Regions from separate parts of the Mus musculus genome. Here region 2 is linked to region 1. Evidence: chromatin contacts called from public promoter capture Hi-C data. All regions are on one chromosome and are shown on one strand. Each heading gives the region's core, a stretch centred on a gene start, on an enhancer-like site or on the middle of the called end of the contact. The rest is flanking DNA. Distances are from core to core; before and after follow the strand shown. Region 1 holds the start of Amdhd2 (amidohydrolase domain containing 2). Region 2 holds the start of Tbcc (tubulin-specific chaperone C).

The links. Promoter capture Hi-C pulls out the DNA fragments that hold promoters and counts their contacts.
Region 2: a contact with region 1 is called in a promoter capture Hi-C map of pre-B cells. The contact joins the promoter of Tbcc here to the promoter of Amdhd2 in region 1. A contact is called at or near these places in 3 of 39 promoter capture datasets (maxillary cranial neural crest, pre-B cells and second pharyngeal arch cranial neural crest).

What each region holds. Positions count from the first base shown.
Region 1 is chr17:24,160,976-24,165,659 of GRCm38.p6, forward strand. Amdhd2 (amidohydrolase domain containing 2) reads right to left here and starts at 2,758. Exons shown (of 11, transcript NM_172935.4): 1 at 2,607-2,758; 2 at 2,221-2,357; 3 at 2,001-2,140. The coding sequence starts at 2,689. Atp6v0c (ATPase, H+ transporting, lysosomal V0 subunit C) reads right to left here. Exons shown (of 3, transcript NM_009729.4): 2 at 3,724-3,907; 3 at 2,890-3,633. The coding sequence ends at 3,429.
Region 2 is chr17:46,888,382-46,893,065 of GRCm38.p6, forward strand. It overlaps Tbcc (tubulin-specific chaperone C), which reads left to right and starts at 2,240. Exons shown (of 1, transcript NM_178385.3): 1 at 2,240-4,082. The coding sequence starts at 2,309. The coding sequence ends at 3,334. It also overlaps a transcript of Bicral not described here.

The DNA.
Region 1 (4,684 bases), core at 1,508-4,007:
TTTCGTGCTCACACACACACTCACTCACACACTCACATACACACAATTTTCTAGAAGAGCACTTTGAAAGGCAAAGTGAGAGCATGCAGCAGAAACGAGATAAATGAGGCTGGAGAGGAAGGTAATGATGAATCAGGGGTGGGCAGGGTGGCAGACATCCTGTCTGAGGTGCCTGACCTTCATCAGCTAACAGATCTGAAGCAGAAAATCATCTGAAGCCATCAGATCTGTCTATGTCTGAAGCATAGGCTAGAAGAGTAAATCTTAGAGAAAGAGCAGGTGGTTTCAATGAACCGGATCTTGATGAAGATACCCAAGTAGTAGCTGGGCAAGTGAGCAAGCCCCTCAGTGAGAAGGGCCCTGGAGGAATTAGGAGACATAGTAGGGAGGGTGTTTGAGGGTAGGTCTCCTGATGTCTAATGCAACGGGGTATTTCGTTTTTAAACTCAAGGCTGCCCAGTCTCAGCCATCACCTCCTACCTGCTTCCCAAGGCCTTTAGTCTAAAAGTGTTTTCTGAGAGTCTGTGAGGTAGCTGGACTACAGTGGGGCACCAGGGTGAAAAACCTTAGGACTATTCCTACTAAGGGAGAACCCCAGCCTTGCACCTTGCCAGTTGAGCCTGCTGCATGAGGAAAACACAGCGGTGGAGAAGGGGCGTGGGGGCAGGGCTCACAGGAGCAAGGCCTTCCGGGAAGCGCCCAGGAGGACCTGGCACACTTATAGCTGCTGGAATGTGCCTGAGGGGAAAGAGAAGCAGCTTAGCTTAGCAAGGGAATGGTAGTAGGGGGCACATCCTGACACCTGTCACCTTGATAGACGACTCTGGGTTTTGCCAGAGATCAGCTGGGAGAACCAAGTACCTTTCTGCAGTAGGACCATAGGTTGCCCTTGTAACCGTGGAGCACTGTGGGAGAGTTCCAGAAAGACATCCCTTGTTGACATTCAAGGAATGCTTGACATTGTCAACCACCCACTGACTGTTCTCACTCTCCATTTAATGAAACTGAGACTCAGAAGTAAGGTTGTCTTGAGTCTTCCAAGGGTGGCAAGTCAAGGGGCCAGAGTGACGCCTATGCAGCCCAGGGCACAGCCCACACTCAATACCCACAGTTCCCTCCTCTGCTTCTGTGTCTACACAACCAGAAAGGAAGCCACGGGCAACCACACACTCCCTGATCCTGTCCTGGAAGAAAAACTGGCTGCGGCGATTGACAACAGGAACAGAGAAAATCCATTCGAGTATGGATAACAGCATTCATTTACTAAATTCGTCAACTGTGTTGCATAAGAGAATACCACGTTTTTAAAGCAAGAGTTCAGGTCTAAGGGATAAACCCGCAGAGAACACATGAAGACAGCAACCTAAACAAGCTTCCTTAAAACTGGGAAAACTAGCCTGGCGTGGTGGCACACGCCTTTAATCCCAGCACTCGGGAGGCAGAGGCAGGCAGATTTCTGAGTTTGAGGCCAGCCTGGTCTACAAAGTGAGTTCCAGGACAGCAAGGTCTATACAGAGAAACCCTGTCTCGAAAAAACAAACAAACAAACAAAAACCGGGAAAACTGTGGGAGAACCTTACATGAAATTTGGAACAAGACAACAGACCTCCTGCTAAGATAGAAGGTGGAAGGGTGAGGACAGAAGCCAGTCCACAGCAACAGCAGCTCTTTCTGAAAGGCTTTTTCATGTGAGTCACACAGCATAAGCAGGTTAGGGAGGAAGAGCTAGACAAGAGACAATGGCTGTGGCAGAATTCCAGGCGACCTTAGTTCAGGAGACCCAGAGGCTGCCTACAGGGCGTTGGGAGGGCGTGGCAGATGAGAACCGGGGCAGGAAACGTGAGGACAACCGCACTGGCAGTTGCAGAGACCAGGCAGAACCCAACTGAAAGTGAGGCGGATCCCCCTCGGACCCAAGTCCAGGAAGCCCAGATTCGGGTGAAGGAAGTGGTCCTTTCCTGAGGGCCCCTTTGCTCAGGGGTAGAACGGCCTCATCTCACCTTGTGATAAACCTCTGGTGGGGAGGTGACCAGGGTGGGACAGAAGGAGGTGACACCGTGGGACAGGAGCCTCCGGGCCACTAGGGCGACCCCCGAACCCACGTCCTCCGTAGCCTTGGAGAAGTCAACACCAAATCCACCTGTGGCCACAGAAAACAAGGGGGGTAGCACAGTGCTCGGAGCTCCTGCCCTGGGTTCCCTGGCCCGAGCCAGGCCGCACCGTTGATCTGCACATCGATAAAGCCAGGCGCCAGGATGCGGCCTCCGCAGTCCCGCTGCTCATCAGCCACACGCCTCTCCTCAAAAAACAGCTTTTCTGGGTCCAGGATTCGGCCCCCGCGCACCCACAGATCCTCCCTGAGGGCAGAGTAGTAGGCACTTGGATCACCACCAGGCCCTGGAACCAAACCCTAGTTCTATCTCGCACCCAGCTTGTCCCTGCACCCACTATTCTTCTTGGTCCCGGCCACACACCCACGATAGTCCCGCCCTCCACATTCCTGCCCCTTTCAGGGCTTATGCCCTACACTATCCCCATCTCTGCACCCCGCACTGGCGTATCATCAGCTCTATACCCAGCCTAAGCCTGCACCATGCAGCCCAGACCTGAGGAGCGTGCCGCCACGCAGGATGCGGCAGTTGGTGAACTGGAGCACCGGGGCCCCCGCTGCGCACTGCCCGCTACGCATCGTGAGTCGCGCCGAACCCAGCAAGCTTTGGGCGCAAGCCGGCAGAGCCCGGAGCAGCCGTAATCGGAAGCGGGGCCAGGTCGCATCACGTGACTCTCAGCTGAAGGGGCTGTCACGTGGCCGCGGTGCTCACGTGGTGGCGACCACATGATGACAAACCCTGCCAGGCCCGCCCACAGAAGCGCCAGAACACAAGCCAGTCACATCCGAGAACTTTTATTGGACACAGCTGGGAGCCAGCTCTGAGGAGCAGTAGCACTCTATCCTCCACCCTGGCTGTTCAGGGCAGGGGGAAGGGTGGCTCCATCCAAGGAGTCTCAGCAACAGGAACCCCACAAGGCAACAGTCTACTAATGATTACTATATAGTTGGGAGACAGGAGCTGCTCCACAGACGCATGAATAGGTCAAATCTTTTATAAATAAACATCCAGTGAAGAGAAAAATGACAACTCTAGTTCATTCTTATACACAGGAGCACTCTAGGGCGATGGGTGGGGTAACCAGAGGCTGACTTCGTCACTGGTCAGGGGCCTGGGTGGGAGATGAGTGGGCCCGTATGTCCACAGCACGGTGCAGTAGGGGCAAGGCGGGGGCGACAGACAATGGGCACTAGGACACTGCACATTTACAAGACCAACTACTGAGGGGCAGCTGCCCGTGCATGTGTCAGGCTGTTCGTTCTGGAATGAGGAGGGGTGATCTTTACATCCTATCCTGTGACTGATGGTGGAAAAGGACTACTTTGTGGAGAGGATTAGGGCCACGATGAGACCGTAGAGGCCAAGCACCTCCGCAAAGATGAGGATCAGGATCATGCCCACGAACAGTCGAGGCTGCTGGGCAGTGCCCCGAACACCAGCATCTCCGACGATGCCAATGGCAAAGCCAGCAGCCAGGCCACTCAGCCCCACACTCAGGCCAGCACCCAGTTGAAGAAAACTCCTGGGGAGAGAAGAGACACAGGTTGTCAGCAATCTGCCTGTCCACAGGACAATGAAGCACTTCACCTGGGAGGAAAGGCCCAGCACTCACCTGTAGAGGGTGATGCCATCAGTCAGGGAGTTAGCGATAAGTACTGCCACCACCAGGCCGTAGATGGCGATGATCCCAGCCATAACCACTGGGATGATGGACTTCATGATCAGCTCTGGCCTCATGACTGACATGGCTGCGATGCCAGTGCCACTCTTGGCTGTGCCATAGGCGGCTCCCATGGCTGTGGGAGGAGAGAGTAAGTGAGCCCAGAGCAGCTTTTTCCATTCTGCTCCCCAGGTTCCCACCCATTACAAGAACTGAGGCGGGCAGCCAAGCAAGAGCAGCAGCCACTTCTCTTCCCACTAGCAGAGCCATACCTCCAACCTCCTGCTCTACTTCCGCCTGCAGTTCTTCCTGTGGTCATGGGGGCTCGTTTGCTGTGAAACCAGACTTTGTTCCCTAGCACTCCCCTTCCCTAGCTTGTGATCTCTGGCAACATAGTCACGTGGAAGAGGCGGCTGGGCCAAGGAGAGCCTTGCTCGAGACTCTGGCAATCCCTGTCCCACACCCTAAGCTCCAGGCACTTCCAGCATAAGAGCTACATGTCAGCTGCCCAGAGGCCACTCCAGTGTCAATCAGTTCCTGCCTAGAGTCTGCCTACAGTGGGGCCTTCAAGCCTTCCCAGACAGGACAACAGAGTTATATCTGTTTCTTCTGGTACTGCCCCCCCACTTCAACCTCTCCAAGAGAGACTGCTACCCTTCCGGACTTTGTTTCCCTCTCCTATCTTCAGGTCTTGAACTCCAATTCTTCTCATTTCTGCCACTTGTCCTCAGACCCTATAAGAAATATTGAGCTACTAATATGGCTGACACTGGAGCCTCCAAAATCTTTGCCCAGGGCACCCATGGCCATTGTGGGGGAAGTTGTGCATAACCCAATACACAGAAAACAACATGGGCCAGAGGTAAAAGAGACATGAACAGCTCCAGCCCCTCCTCTATATGACTTATGGATC
Region 2 (4,684 bases), core at 990-3,489, about 23 Mb after region 1:
TGTAGCCTGACTGTCCTGGATCAAGCTCTGTAGACCAGGTTAGCCTTGAACTCCGTGCTGGGATTAAAGGCATGCATCTGATGCCCTGAAACTTTCTTAATTAGAATGGAGCAGGCTCCGATACTGGGAAACTAAAGCAAAGCCAATGAGGGGTCGTTGCTATTTCCTATAGCAAATCAGTTTTCGTTTAATCTCCATAGGTTAAATCTATTTTTCATCTGGAGAGACGGCTCGATGGTTAGCACCTATGCTCTTTTATAGGACCTGAATTCCTTCCACCCACAGAGCAGCCACAACTACCTGTCTACTCCAGTTCCAGTGATCTGACGCCCTCTTCTGGTCTCCAGAAACACCGCATACTGCATCGTGGAGCACATGCATCGACCGCACAGGAAATACTCATATACATAAAAGACAAATAAATAAATCTAAAAAAAAAAAAATCTATCTTTCAGGAAAGAAAGCGGCTCTTACATTCCTTTCGGGGACCTGAACAAAGTCATCAGCTGTGTTTCAAGAGTCCAAAATTCATACTTTTGTGAAATAAAAGTGCTTTCAAAAAGTAGAAAACAAGAGCCTCATCTAGCTTGCCCAGGAAACAAAACTGACGAAAATAAGGAGCCTGCATAAGTGACCACCGACCGCCCCCCTCATCGGCGCTCTGTTACAGCAGGTATACAGACAAGAACACAGTAACATGTGATCTCCCACTCCAACCCTCCACCTAGGAAAGAATTTGCCACCCAGTGACACTTGTCTTTGATTCTGTAGTGTAATGCTTTCTCTTCAATCAAGATTTTGTGCTTGAGGTTTGGATTTTTTTTTTTTTTTTATGGTTAGGAAAGGAGGCAAATGGGACGTGAGGCTTGCAACTCAAGTCTTAATGCCAACTTAATTGAATGGCTCTCGTTTCCTCCCATCTTTATCTGCAGGAAAACGCAGGCATATTGGTAAATTTTCAAATGAGTATTTTGGGCAGTTAAAAAAATCCCAATTAAAAGAACAAAAATGGAGGTTGGCAACAAGGGCGGAGATGGGGCTGAAACCGAGAACTGTATGGGCCACCGAGTCCAGAAGGCACGGTGGCTGAAGGCAGCACGCGAGGATGCCACCCGAGTCCTCGGCGGCCGCCGCCTTGGGCTTCTGCCAGGGACTGCACGGTCTTGGCTGCCCACTCGCACCTCGGGTTGGTCTGGACTTTAGGCTAGGCTCGTTCACTTCCGGTGACAAATCCCTCCCACCACCTCTAGAAATAATGTACCGTTTCCCCATCGCCTTCCTAAAGACCGCCGGCCCTATAGGGAGAAGCGAGGCGCTCCGGCTGAGGGTCTTAGCCCCGCGCGGCCAGCGGTTGCCAGCTGCGCAGGGAGTGGCTGCCACCGCGTCAGGGAGCAAGACGGTGGGGGTGGCATGTCATCCTCCCCCGCCCCCCCTCCGACTGCAGCAATTGGCCATTAAAAAAAATAATCTGTTTTTAGACTCCCCCAGGAACCCCGGAGCCCGCTCCAGCGAGGAACCCAGTCTTTCCCATAGCGGTGATTTGCGCTTTCTTCCCGCCCCAGTAACTGCCCACGGGGACCCAGACGCCCCCAGGCCGCGCCGAGCTGCAGTGGATGGGGGAGGGCAGGAAGGATGAGGGTTACCGGGGCGGCAGGGACCGGCTGAGCAAAGAGGTGATGGAAGGGAAAAGGGAAAGGGAAAAAAAAAGAGAGAGAGAGAAAGAAAGAAAAAAACCCAGAGGCATGCAAGCGGTTCCCTGGCCAGCTGTTCCAGCTGCAGCTTCCTCCGACGCGGTCCGGGAGGTGCAATAACCCCCCCCTCCATCTTTCTCGCACTACCTGTCCCCCACAACACCACAAGCACAGATTCCTCCCCACCACCCTGCAGCAGATCTCCGGCCTGTAAGGGGGTAGCAGGGAGGAGCTGGGGGGAGGGGGAGGCCTGCGAGTTTCTAACCTTGTTCTTATAAACAAACCCACATGTGCAGCTGCCGCTGCTGCAACTCACCCCACAATCCCGGATATAAGTCCTGCCCCTTTAAGAAGAAAAAAAAAAAAAAAAAAAAAGCTTCACCCGACTGCCTCCCACCCCACCCATCCACCAGGACCTTTGTCTCCCCACCCCCTCCTGTCAGCCGGCCCCGCCCTCCTTCCCGCCCCTCCAACGCGAAGAAACCAATAGGCGAGGAGAATATGGAGGGAGCTGACGTCACCGCAGCTGGCCAATCACAGCGCGCGTTGGTGGGAGGCCTCGCGCGGAGAGCGAGCGCTCGGAGGCAAGGCGGCGGGGGAGGAAGCCTGGAGTCAAGATGGAGGGTGTGGACTGCTCCATGGCTCTGGCCGACGCTGCCGCTGGCTCCCCGCGGGACCTGAGCCTGGTGCCCGAGCGACTTCAGAGGCGCGAACAGGAGAGGCAGATAGAGGTGGAGAGACGCAAGCAGAAGCGGCAGGACCAGGAGGTGGAGGAGGAGAAGAGCGGCTTCTTCGCCGCCGCCTTCGCCCGGGAGCGCGCAGCGGTCGAGGAGCTGCTGCGGGGCGAGGCGTCGGCGGAGCGGCTGGAAGAGGCGGCCAACCGGCTCCAGGGCCTGCGGAAGCTCCTGAACGACTCGGTGCTCTTCCTCGCCGCCTACGACCTGCGGCAGGGCCAGGCGGCGTTGGCGCAGCTGCAGGCTGTCCTAACGGAACGTCGCCAGGAGTTGCAGCCCAAGAAGCGCTTCGCCTTCAAGGCACGGAAGAAGGATGCTGCGGGGACCGCCCAGGTAGACGCCGCACCCGTCGCCTCGGCGGCCCCTTCTCCACCGGTGACCAAGGAGGAGGAGGGAGCTCCCGGGGCCAGCTGGGCCTGTGGCTTCTCCAACCTGGAGTCCCAAGACCTGGAGAAGAGAGCTGAAGAGCTGCACCAGCGCGACGTCCTTTTGAGCGACCTGACCAACTGCACTGTCAAACTGTGTGGCAATCCCAACACCTTGCGGCTTGCGAAGGCCCGCGGCTGCAAGGTGCTCTGCGGCCCAGTGACCACCTCTGTGTTTCTGGAGGATTGTCGAGATTGCGTCCTGGCTGTGGCTTGCCAGCAGCTCCGTGTGCACACTACCAAAGACACGCGCGTCTTCTTGCAAGTGACCAGCAGGGCTATCGTGGAGGACTGCAGCGGCATCCAGTTTGCCCCTTACACCTGGAGCTACCCGGGGATCGACAAGGACTTCCAGGACTCCGGTTTAGATAGGAGCAAAAATAACTGGGACCAGGTTGATGATTTCAACTGGCTGGCCCGAAACGTGGCCTCCCCAAACTGGAGTATTCTTCCTGAAGAGGAGAGAGACATCCAGTGGGATTGAGCACTGGCCACACTCAGTGTGATGTCCCATTCGGTTTACCTGATATTGTCTTATGTTTGCGGTGATAGGGGTTAGAAATTGTTGAAACTCCCCTCCTGTGAGTCCTATTAAATTCATAGCAGTGTAACAGACTTTTGCTGGTTTGGCCTTCCCCTGCCTCCCTTTGAGTATGACAGCGTGAAGAATTAGGGGGAGAATGGAGGAGCTTTGAGGGATTTGCTGTTCTTACCGTTGATCACAGGGAGTGATAAAGTGGGTCTTCAATAAATAATAAGGATGTCCGGAGAATTCCATTAGCGGACGGTTTAAATGGAAGAAGTAGGCCCATAAAAGCTCCATTAACGGCTGTTTTCCTCCCACTAAAGGTTTGTTCTGTGTCTTTTTCAGCAAGGCTATGAAGACTCCTTCCTGAACCTCTGGAATCCAGTGTTGTGTTAGGGCTGAAGTTTTGAATGGCCTCCAAGAGGTGTAGGAGCCAGCTAGCTGTAAGACTGAAACGGTTAAAGTGGCCAGCTCCCCTCCCTCCGTCTTCCTTGTCGAGACATGGGGTCACTATACACCACTGGAACTCACAGAGATGCCCCTGTCTCTACCTCTAAGCATCTGCACCACACCCTGCTCATGTTTCTTTTCCCTCAAGAGCTACAAGGCCATTTCTATTCTCACCATGTTCATGTGAGAAAACAGGTGGCATCAGGTCACCGCTCATGTGATGTGCTGCTGGAATTGGAAAGTAGGTGTGGACTCATCTTTGTGTTTTGTTTTGTTTTTTTTTTGTTTGTTTTAAAGGTGAGCCCCCATCCTAGCCCATGTTAACCTGGGACTCACTCTGTAGGCTGGCCTCAGAACTCAGCCTCCTGAAGGCTGGGATTTGGAGCCTGAGGCTTCACTCCCCGTGGTGCCCCATCTCTACAACACACTCAATAGCACTGAACTGGGAAGAGAGCTAAGCACAGGCCACATTAAGTTGCCCGTCATAGCCATGCGGCTAGCGGTCATCCAGAGGTCAGTGTGCTGAGTGAAGTTCCCTAACACCCTCTCTTACCGCCTTGTTCCCCTCCAGAAACCACTCCAGCAGTATTACTTGCAGCATTTACGTTTTTTGCTTTGATTTGCTTTTGAGAGTGGTCTCACTGTGTAGCCCCAACTCTGGCACTTGCTGTCGCAAAGATACACTTGGCTGTCCCTCAGTAATGAGGTTGCAGGTGTATCTCCCTGTATCTAGCCTGGGAGTTCATTTTAGGACGTGACTGTTTTAGGTTTTAATATGCCTTTAATGCCTTATGTTTGATATATCTATATATATATATATACTGTCTCCAGAAGAGGACTTACAGTAGCTTCTTGGGA